Linked DNA regions of Mus musculus: all the other regions are linked to region 2. A link is a contact called in public promoter capture Hi-C data. All regions are on one chromosome and are shown on one strand. Each heading gives the region's core, a stretch centred on a gene start, on an enhancer-like site or on the middle of the called end of the contact. The rest is flanking DNA. Distances are from core to core; before and after follow the strand shown.

Region 1 (3,530 bases), core at 879-3,378, 140 kb after region 2:
GCTGACCGATCTGGCGTCAGGCCGTACCTATGATCTATGTGTGCTCGCAGTCTATGAGGACAGCGCCACCGGGCTAACGGCCACGCGGCCAGTGGGCTGCGCTCGGTTCTCCACGGAGCCCGCACTTCGGCCTTGTGCTGCACCGCACGCACCCTTCCTGGGCGGCACCATGATCATAGCGCTGGGAGGTGTCATCGTCGCTTCTGTTCTGGTCTTCATCTTCGTGCTGCTTCTACGTTACAAGGTGCACGGAGGCCAGCCGCCCGGCAAGGCCAAGGCTACGGCACCTGTCAGCAGCGTTTGCTCCCAGACCAACGGAGCGCTCGGGCCCGTGCCCAGTGCGCCTGCCCCTGAGCCTGCTGCACCCAGGGCCCATACTGTGGTCCAATTGGACTGTGAGCCCTGGGGGCCCAGTCACGAACCTGCAGGACCCTAGCCAAGGGCCCACCTCTATGGTTCCTCTGGTCCCAGGGACACCCCTCGGGACCTGGCCTCAGACTCACCAAATTGCTCACGGTTTTTAAAACTCTGATGGGGAGGGTGTCGGGGGCACCGGGGCACAACAAGAAAGTCCTATTTTTCTAAGCTCGGGCTGTTCCTTTGCCCTTGTCTGTCTGTGGGGACTGAGGGGTGCTGCGGAGGGTATGGGGGCGGGGGTTGAGGAACATCCCCTGAGGAAGGCACTTCCTGTCATTCAGCTTGGGGTCTCTGCAGAGGAGTTGAGGATAGTCATCTATAGTCATCCATATAAGCACTGGACGTTCTAGGGACCGAGCTGTGCTGTGGCTTGTGCTGGGGACTCTGACCCAAGCTGCCTTGCCCTCAGTCCAGTGGGAAACATGTCTTGAGATAGCCATACTCCAGAATACAGAGTTGAGGGATGCCCAGGGGGTTGTGTGCCCCCCCCACCACCGAAGAGGAACCTGAAGTATAGTTCAGGGAAGGCTTCCTGGAAGAGGAGGGATGTAATCTAAGTAGCATATCTGAAGGAGAGCATTGGGCAAAGAGCAGAAGGGAAGGCTCCAGGTGGAGGGCATAACATGAACAAAGGCTGGGTATTACCAGGCATTGGGTTGCTGCGGTACTGGTGAGGTGGGAGGGGCCAGCATCTGAGTGAGGTGCTCATGATGGCTAGCCACGGAGGATTTCATGCCTGGGGGCCGAGTGGGGGAGGTTGTGGGTGGGTTTCTAGTGCTTCTTGAGGGAGGTGAACCAGAGGCAAGGAATCCGTGGGAAGCCAATGTAGGGGTGAGGGTGGGTCAGGACCAACTTCAACCAGGGAAACATTGGAAGAGAAGAGTGGATGACACAGCCATTCAGGAAAGTGAGCAGATGGATCACAGTGCTCAGAGACCATGAGGGAGGGGCTTATCTAGAGTGATGCTCTGGGCTCTGGCCAGGGGAAAGTCCTCCAGGCTGCCCTGGCTGAGGACGAGGGAGCAGGGGCACAGCAGAGATGCTCTGTGGTCAGGGTGGGACTCTGCAGATGAGGGACCAGGGGAGGGCGAGTGGGGAGGGGAGATGGAGACGTTGGAGCCAAGGATAGAAAGCAGGGCTTAGCAGACAGAGTATCCCACCCCTATCATCCTCACACCTCAGGAGACAGAGGCAGGAGACCAGTAGTTCAAAAGCTGACACTTCAGCATGAGACCCATCCCCCCCCCAAAAAAAACCCAAAAGAATCTGGGAGCAGTCGCAAGATTGAACCATCTACTGGGGTTTCAGTCTTTAAGGTAGAAACGGAAAGCTTTTGGCAGCTGCACATGGAGGTGAAGGTGAAAAATGTCCCAAGAGACTGGTGTGTTTGCTAGGGGAAAGGTTACAGTGGGGGGTTGGGGGGTGGAGAGTCAGTGCCACATTGAACCAATCTAGCAGATATGAGTGTGGACAGGGACTGAGCCCTGGTTCAGCGTGAGTCAGAGCACTTGGCCTCATGTCTTTCCTGAGCTGGTCCCCACTGTGTCACTGCCCGGGGCCCCCTCACACAAGTGTCCTGGAAGTTTATAGGATCAGACACTGGGCATGGAAAAGGCCAGGCCTCATTAGAGGTGCAGGAATGGGGTCAACAGCAAGAATAGCACCCCCCCCATGCAAGTAGCTTCTCTGATGGCAGCAGGGGGGGGGCGGAGCAGGGGGGGGGGACGGGGAAGGGCCTGTCAGTCACCTGAGGTAAGATGATGTTAGGATCAGGGTGAAGACAGGCTAAGAGTAAACTGGAATTCTCTCGGTTTGGTACAAAGAATGTTCTGGTGAGATGACAGAACCTATTTTTCATGGTGGAACTTGAGACCTTCAAAATGCCCACCATTAACCATGGAGATGAGGCACTCAGCTCCCCAGTCCTGCAGCATCCCGAGGTCCTTTGTCATTTTGTTACTCTCGAGTAGCTAAGATCATGTGAGGCTATCAACAAATCACAGCATAAGCCTTGGGCCATGGGAGTTAGCAAGTGGGAAGGCTGGCTCAGTGCCACCTAGGAAATACCCACTCCCACCTTAAGGGGGAGCCAGAGTGCACCGTTCATAAACCTGTTGTTAAAATTTGAACTGTGTGCTAGGTCATGGGGCAGATTCGGGTACAAGTCCTGCCCTGCCCTGCCCTGCCCTGCCCTGCCCTGCCCTGCCCTGCCCTGCCCTGCCCTGCCCTGCCCTGCCCTGCCCTGCCCTGGCAGCATTTGTGACACGCACAAATGTTAAATAGGGATGTGTAGGCAGCAGAGGTGGATTTGACTCCAGCTGAGGAGTTAAGTCCCAAGCCGAGGCTGGAGGTAATTAGCAAGCAGTGGGAACAGTGTTCAGTGGACATGGAACGGCATATGATAAGGTATGCATTGTGAGAAAAAGGGAGAGGGAGGGAAGCCAGAGGTGAGATGGAGTGAGGGAAGGGAATTGTCATAATATCAGGCAGGAAGCGGGCGATGTAAAAGCCCTGTAAATTCACCAGAGGAGGGAGGATTCCATTCTAACTGACATGAGAAACCACTGAAGGTTCCTTCTGTCTTGTTTTCTTTGAGTTGGGGTTCTCACAACATTAGCCCCAGTTTGGATTCATTGTCTAGCTCAGGTTTCCTGACCTCACTCATGACCCTTCTGCCTGGGCCTCCTGAGCCCAAGGATCACAGGCGTGCACCGTCACTCCTGGCCACTGGAGGATCCCGGGCTATGAGGATCTTCCCGGATCTCAAGGAAGCTCCCATGGCAGATTTTGTGTGTGTGGAGGGCCAAGGGGAAGCACGGGGAAACTGAGGAGGAAGACACTGCAACAGTTCTGGCAGAAGGCTGTCTTAGACCAGGCTAGACCTGAGCTGACATCAATGACAGCAGCAGGCTCCTCCTTTCCTACCCCGAAGAGGACAGTGTGAACTACTAGCAGCTGGTCCAGAAGAGAGGGAAGGAAGGTTGTAGAAAGTAGGGGAAGAGGGGGAGGCCCGGGTCTCCAATCCCAGGATCCATCCCATAGAGCTGATTTGTCTGTAGGAAGAAGTGACCTTTGGCAAGCCAAGTACAAGGCAGCCAGCAGATAGAGGCCAA
Region 2 (3,100 bases), core at 480-2,979:
AGGGCTCCAAGAGGCAGGGTTAGTGGTTGTTGGTCCCTTGGGGGAGGATTGGTTGTAGTTTGTTAGTCAAGCTCAAAGAAGAAACAGAAGGAAAGAAATTAAGTTCAGGACTCTCTCCCCCCTCTATCCTTCTTGCCCTATCCCTAGTGTTAGGGCATGAAACCAGAGCAGGAGGCCGGGGGAGAAGGATACATGTAGGAAAAAGAAGAACCCACAAAAATAGCAAAGACCAGCTATACCAGAAACAATAGTACATGCCTATATCTCTAGTGGGGTGGAGGCAGGAAGATCAAGAGTTCAAAGGCATTCTTGGCTATACAGAGAGTTCAAGACCAGCCTGGGATGCATGTCTTAAAAACAAACCCACCAACATGTGTGAGTGTGTGTGTGTGTGTGTGTGTGTGTGTGTGTGTGTTATGTTATAGATGTTCTGCCTGCATGCTTGTATGCACACTACAGGTGTGCCTGGCACCTATGGAGGTCAGGAGAGACGGCTGCATTTTCTGGAACTGGAGTTGTAGATTGCTATGAATCACCATGCGGGTGCTGAAAACCAAACCTTGGTCCTCTGCAAGAGGGCTCTTGACTGCTGAGCCATCTCTCCAGCCAGTGCTTTTGAGGCAAGTCTCACTCTACAGCCCAGGCTTCAGCTTCCCACGTGCTGAGATTACAGGCATGCACGACCATGCTCAGCAACTGACCAACAGGTCTTATTCGTGTCCTGCCCTCTGTGGAGAAAGCGCTGTTGGTCTGATCCCTTCTCTGGATAGCTCTTCACCCCCACACTTCCCTTAGAACTCCAAGAGTCCCATGTTTATCCAGGCCAACCATATCCTCAGTGAGGAGCACCTGCATTCCTTACCCGACCCGAGTCCATGGCTTCTGCCAGCCTCTCAGGGCTCAGCTCCGAGGAGCCTCTGGGTCTTTGGATCCAAGCCGACAGCTCTTTCTGAAATGGGTTGGTGGCTGGCATGGTGAGGGTGTCCTGGTGGGCAGCCACCCCCACATCGCCACCCCCATCTCACTTGTCACTTACACAAAGCCGAGTGCTGGCTAGCGCGGTCACCTTCAGCTGCATGAGGCTGTTCCTGGCTGGGCCGTGGGCGTCCACGAGGGCTCGGGATAAGTCCACACAGCGCAGCATGGCGCTAAGGTTCTCCTCATACCAGACCTCACTGCCCGGCCAGTGGAGGTCAGCTTCCAGAGCCCCCTTCCTGCCCACTCCATCCTCCCTTCTACCCTTCCTCTCTCTACTCACCTGGTCTTGGCAGTGGAGTCTGGTTCCTCCTCGGTGGGTACTGCCAACAGGGGCTGGAGTCCCAGGGCCTGCAGCTGCCCGACACAGTTCCTCACTTCCTCTGCTGTCTCCCCGGCCACAAACTGCCCGTAGATGGATGCTCGAAGAAGTGCGCCTGAGAGCCGGGATCCCAGGAGTCGCTGAGACCAGGCCTGAAACTGGGTGACAGGGAACACATGCTCAGAGCCAGGTCTGGGAGACTTCCAGGCCAGACCTTGTGCCTACTGCTCACCGCTAGTCCATGAGTGACCAAAGGGGGCCAGGCGCATAGGCGAAGCACTAGCAAAGCCCGTGCCAGTTCTGCGGTTCCCTTGACATGGAAGGCCCCACCATCAAAGCGCAGGGGCTGCCAGCCACCTGTAGAGGGCTTGGAGGGGCCATACAGCGGCAGACGCGTCCAGATCATTGCAAGTGCCTGGTTACCACCACACTAGGGGAAGGGGCCAGGCAGATAGCAGCTGTACCAAATGCCCCTTGCCCAGCTGGGGGGCAGTTACTGATTAACTGGGCAAATCTTTAGGATAGCAGTCTCTTGGGGTGGTGGTGGAGGGTTAATAATTAATGGTTAGGGACAGAGGTCAGAATAACAGGACATGTACGCCCCCAGTGACAGCCCCCAATAACCTTTCAGCCTGACAGTACGACAGATCTCAGCTGTCCAGCTTGCATTGCTGAATAAGCAGTTGGGCCCGAGAGCAGGGAACTCCAGGTTCAAGGCAGCCGGGATTTGCAATCTTAGCTAAGTAACATCCTCTCTCTTGTTGCGATGATTTTTATCCTTCAGGGAGGAGCACTGCACAGTTCTTGTGTACACTTAAACTGCACACAGACCACAGCCCTGCTGTCCATCCTAAACATGTAGTTTGCAGAACTTGAACATGGGCATCAGGAAAAAAACAACCCAAATGTCCACCAAACGGGACTGGGTGAGGCATTGAGGTGGGTGCAGAGGGACCCAGGCAATGGGTACTCTTCAGCAATGAAAAAGTGAGCTGTCATGTGACACCAAGTCTTTTATTTATTTTTTTAAACAAATAAAAGATTGTTTGTTTTTATTTTATATGTATGCGTGTTTTGCATAACAAACGGCTGAGTACCACATGCCTGCAGTGCCCACAATGGCCAGAAGAGGGCATTAGATCCTCTGGAACTAGAGCCGTAGAGGGTTGTGAGCTGCCAAGTGGTTGCTGGAACCCTAATTTCAGTGTTTTGCAAGAGCAGCCAGTACTTTTAACTGTGGAGCCATCGCTCCAGCCCTGGATTGTTTGTTTTAATTTTTTCTTTGATCTGCCAAGTCTGCAAGGTGTGCACTGTAAAGCCATTTCCAATGACATGCCCCCCTTAGAGGTTTTTTTTTTTTGGTTTTTTTTTTTTTGGTTTTTCGAGACAGGGTTTCTCTGTATAGCCCTAGCTGTCCTGGAACTCACTTTGTAGACCAGGCTGGCCTCGAACTCAGAAATCCACCTGCCTCCGCCTCCCGAGTGCTGGGATTAAAGGCATGCGCCAACACGCCCGGCAGAGTATTTTTTAAAAGATTTAATTTTCATTATTTTAATTACCTGTGTGTGTCTGTCTGTCTGTTTGTCTGTCTGTCAATCTGTGTACATAAATGGAGGTACCCACTGAGAGGCCTCAGATCCACCAGGAGCTGGAGTTACAGACAATCTTGAGTCAACCAGCATGGTTGCTAGGAACTGAACGTGGGTCCTCTGGAAGAGCAACCAGGGCTCAAGTCTATGGAATCTTCTTTCCATCTCCACTACAGTATTAAAACAAACAAACACGCAAACAAACAGAGTCTCA
Region 3 (3,104 bases), core at 155-2,654, 200 kb after region 2:
TACCCGCGTCTTCTGCTGGATGTCTCGCCTTTTGATACTTTGACAGCACACACTCCACTGTGCACAGTGAAGGTAGTATGTCCCTTCACTTGTTGGGTCTCTCTGAGAGCAAGGCTGATGCCTGAATCCTCCGTCCTCCACGAATGAAGACACTTCGTTTCCCCAGTTCCTCTCAGCTCCTCCCTCACACCCCTCCACCCCAGACCCTTGACTCCTGTGTTTAATTCTCCTGCAGCCTCCTCCTCCCTGCTCCGACCTGGGTTTTCCCCACATGCTACCTCTTAAGGGGAACCCTGTCTTTAAAAGCTCTTGCAGCATTCTGTGCTTGATAAAATCAATCTCATTGTCTCCTGTAATCTCATATTTAGCCTCATTTGTGGGACTGCGATTGGGGAGTTCTCTTGGCAAAGTCTTAGGAAAATCTTGCTCTGTGCTGTAGCTCCAGTTCCTAGCATAAAGTTAGGCTCGCAGTAGCTTCCAGACAGTGTTTGTTGAATGACTAAACGACTGAATTGATATGTCATGAATGGAGGACTAGAATTTTTCCAACCCCCATTCTCTAACAGATGATAGTGTAATTAACGAAGGAGAGCAGTCTAAAGGGCTCATCAACTAAGACTCCAGTGGACCACCTTCAGCATGCCCCCATCATCACCATCAACACAGCTCAGCCAAGCCACCCACCATCACCTAAAGCTCCAGACTAGATTCTAGGGTGGGGACAGTGGTTACCGTAGTCTTTGGGGAGCGGAGCAGGTGCTGAGGGGTGCACAACTGGCTTCTGCCGGCGCTCCTGGGTGGGGCTGGGGGCTTCTGGAACTGGTTCGTCTTCTTCCTCCTCCTCTTCCTCCTCCCCTCGGGGCGGAGGGGCCATTGGGGCAGGATCCGTCTTAGTCATGGTCCTCTGTAGCCCTTGGGGGCCTGTGCAAAGTTGGGGGGGTGGCCTGGAGGCAAACCCTTAAGATATAGGTCAGCATGAGAGGGCTCCCCACAGCGCGGGGGTCCAAGCCCCTTCAAGAGCCACGGGCGGCCCCCTAGTCCCCAGCTCTGGATTTGGGCAACCAAAGGGATCCCCGTTACTCGTTAGAAGGCCCAGGGATATGGGCCCCAATGCCTGCCACTTCTCTCAGGCCCAGCCTCCCATTCTTCTCTTCGGGTGCCAGGCCCCTGGGTCTCGGCCGCCCCCTCCCGGGGTTTGTTTATCTAGGGATGCAGGATGCTTCGCCCCTCCCCTTCTCCCCAGCCTCCCATCTTACCTCAGATGGCGCCGATTGGAGAGCAAGGCTGGGACTGAAGAGAGTTCAGGAGTATCGGGGTGTCAGTGTCGGGGGACGAGATGGGGGACGAGAGGGAGACAGAGAGAAGGGGACGAGGCCCAGACGCTGGCGGGGGATGGGGATGGAGAAGGAGGGGCGCTGGCGGAGCATGCGCAGTGACAAGACGCGGGGGAGGAGAAGCTGGGAGACAGAGCGCTGAGGCAGACGCTGGAGGCCACGGGAAGGGGCTAGACACTCGGGATCTCCAGAGGAATGGGAGATAGTCCCCTGGAAGGATGTGACAAACATAGAGTTGGAACAGGATGAGGTAGACAGAAGGACTAAAAAGACATGGGTGGGAACGGGTGTTTTCCTCCACTTAGCAAACCAGGTCGTGTTTAGCAGTGGTGAGTCTGGTACTGTGTCAGCCCTTTGTAAACTTCAGTCCTACTCCTTCTATGCTCATCCCACGTCCCACGTAAAGGGAGGGCCACATTTTTCTCTTCACTCTTACCCTCATCACCCAGGACAGAAAGGTTAGCCACCTGCTCAAGGATGGTGGTACTTGAACCAAGCTTTGTGGTTGCGGTAGTGTAGAGAGGTGACCAACGGTCTCTGGGTGCCATCTCTAAAAATATGTATCACTTCTAGCTCAGGGCCACCTCAGCCTCACACCTGCCTGGCCTTATCTATTACACCACAAATCACCGTGGCTTCGGCCTTCCACCTCTTCCTTCTAATGGGCAGACTGGGAATTTCCTCTTCGAGATAGTTCCAGAATTTTATCCTGCCTCTCCCTGCCTGGACCAGCCTCAGCCTCCTCTATTCTCTCTGTCCTCAGCCTGGCTGAACTGGTGCCGTAATAACAAGCTCTGCCTCTGGACCTTGCTGGACTCAGACACATTTGCTTGCCTGACACCAACCCCAGCAATAGCCAGTGTTAGTAGGTATGGTACAGGCCTACAACCCTGGCACTTAGGAGGCTGAAGACGGAGGCCTTGGATCCAGAGCCAACCTGGGCAACATAGCAAGAACCAATTACAATCGCTTCCTCCTCCACCTCCTCTTCCTCTTCTTTCTCTTCCTCTTCCTCCTCTTCCTCCTCACACACACACTCTCCAGTGTGGTCCACCATAGCCCACCATGTCCCTACATGACCTTGCCTGTCACCTCTCCATCTTCACCTTCCCTTAGGATCCACTTAGTTCACTTCACTACATCTGTACCACATCCTCACAGTCTCTTCTGCCTAGGAACTCTTCCCACAGACACCTGGATGGTTCCCTCCCTTCCCTCTTAGTATTTTACCCATAAGTACCTTTTCAGTGACATCTTTGCTCTTTATAAAAATTGTACCCACCCCCTTAGGTGTTCTCTAGGGCAATCCAGCCGTCCTCACTGTGATGGCCCAGATGGTAGGGGCTCTGCAGAGTTGCTCTTACCCTGGCCCAAGTGCCCTCCAGACAGGCTCCCTCTCCACCCACGTGTCACAGACACACTGCTGTCAGCCCCTCTCCTTCAGTCTTGATTGGCTCGGAGTGATTTGGTTTATTAGTTAACTAGTTCACCTTCTTCTCAAGCAGACATGAACTCAAAGGCAGGCATGGTTTGAGGCTGTGTCACCCCACAACAGGTGTTAGCAGGCCTGCTCATTTGTGACACGGTTGCAAATGGCCTAAGCTAGCCTTGAACTTGCTGTCATTCTCCTGCCCCTGCCTTCCTCTTGGTAGGATTACAGGATTACAGGCCTATTTTGGTTGGCGGGTGCTGGATGGAACTCGGGGTGGGGTGGGGGGTGGCTCTTATAGGCAAGCCCTCTACTGCAAGGCCACTCCTACACCCCCACAG

What was found. Promoter capture Hi-C pulls out the DNA fragments that hold promoters and counts their contacts. Capture Hi-C pulls out chosen DNA fragments and counts their contacts.
Region 1: a promoter capture Hi-C map of neural stem cells shows a contact between it and region 2. The contact joins the promoter of 4930479H17Rik here to the promoter of Prodh2 in region 2. A contact is called at or near these places in 27 of 39 promoter capture datasets (the 3T3-L1 cell line, 3T3-L1-derived adipocytes, the C10 cell line and 17 more), 2 of 15 datasets of contacts at CTCF or cohesin (embryonic stem cells and large pre-B cells), 76 of 484 Hi-C or Micro-C datasets (3T3-L1-derived adipocytes, B cells, the C2C12 cell line and 54 more), 19 of 115 datasets of contacts at active chromatin or transcription factors (astrocytes, embryonic basal ganglia, embryonic forebrain and 11 more) and 5 of 9 other capture datasets (adipose tissue, embryonic stem cells, liver and 2 more).
Region 3: a contact with region 2 is called in a promoter capture Hi-C map of liver. The contact joins the promoter of Clip3 here to the promoter of Prodh2 in region 2. A contact is called at or near these places in 9 of 39 promoter capture datasets (the C10 cell line, the HPC-7 cell line, cranial neural crest and 4 more), 2 of 15 datasets of contacts at CTCF or cohesin (large pre-B cells and pro-B cells), 5 of 484 Hi-C or Micro-C datasets (B cells, CD8 T cells, the G1E-ER4 cell line and 2 more), 7 of 115 datasets of contacts at active chromatin or transcription factors (bone marrow-derived macrophages, embryonic stem cells, large pre-B cells and 1 more) and 5 of 9 other capture datasets (adipose tissue, embryonic stem cells, liver and 2 more).

Annotation. Positions count from the first base shown.
Region 1 is chr7:30,352,544-30,356,073 of GRCm38.p6, reverse strand. 4930479H17Rik (a long non-coding RNA gene) reads left to right here and starts at 2,128. Exons shown (of 3, transcript XR_881936.2): 1 at 2,128-2,823. Lrfn3 (leucine rich repeat and fibronectin type III domain containing 3) reads left to right here. Exons shown (of 3, transcript NM_175478.2): 3 at 1-560. The coding sequence ends at 436.
Region 2 is chr7:30,492,287-30,495,386 of GRCm38.p6, reverse strand. Prodh2 (proline dehydrogenase (oxidase) 2) reads right to left here and starts at 1,729. Exons shown (of 10, transcript NM_019546.5): 1 at 1,530-1,729; 2 at 1,259-1,455; 3 at 1,037-1,175; 4 at 863-949. The coding sequence starts at 1,703.
Region 3 is chr7:30,289,995-30,293,098 of GRCm38.p6, reverse strand. It overlaps Clip3 (CAP-GLY domain containing linker protein 3), which reads right to left and starts at 1,404. Exons shown (of 14, transcript NM_001360763.1): 1 at 1,257-1,404; 2 at 733-944. The coding sequence starts at 898. Thap8 (THAP domain containing 8) reads right to left here. Exons shown (of 3, transcript NR_144498.1): 3 at 2,862-3,104.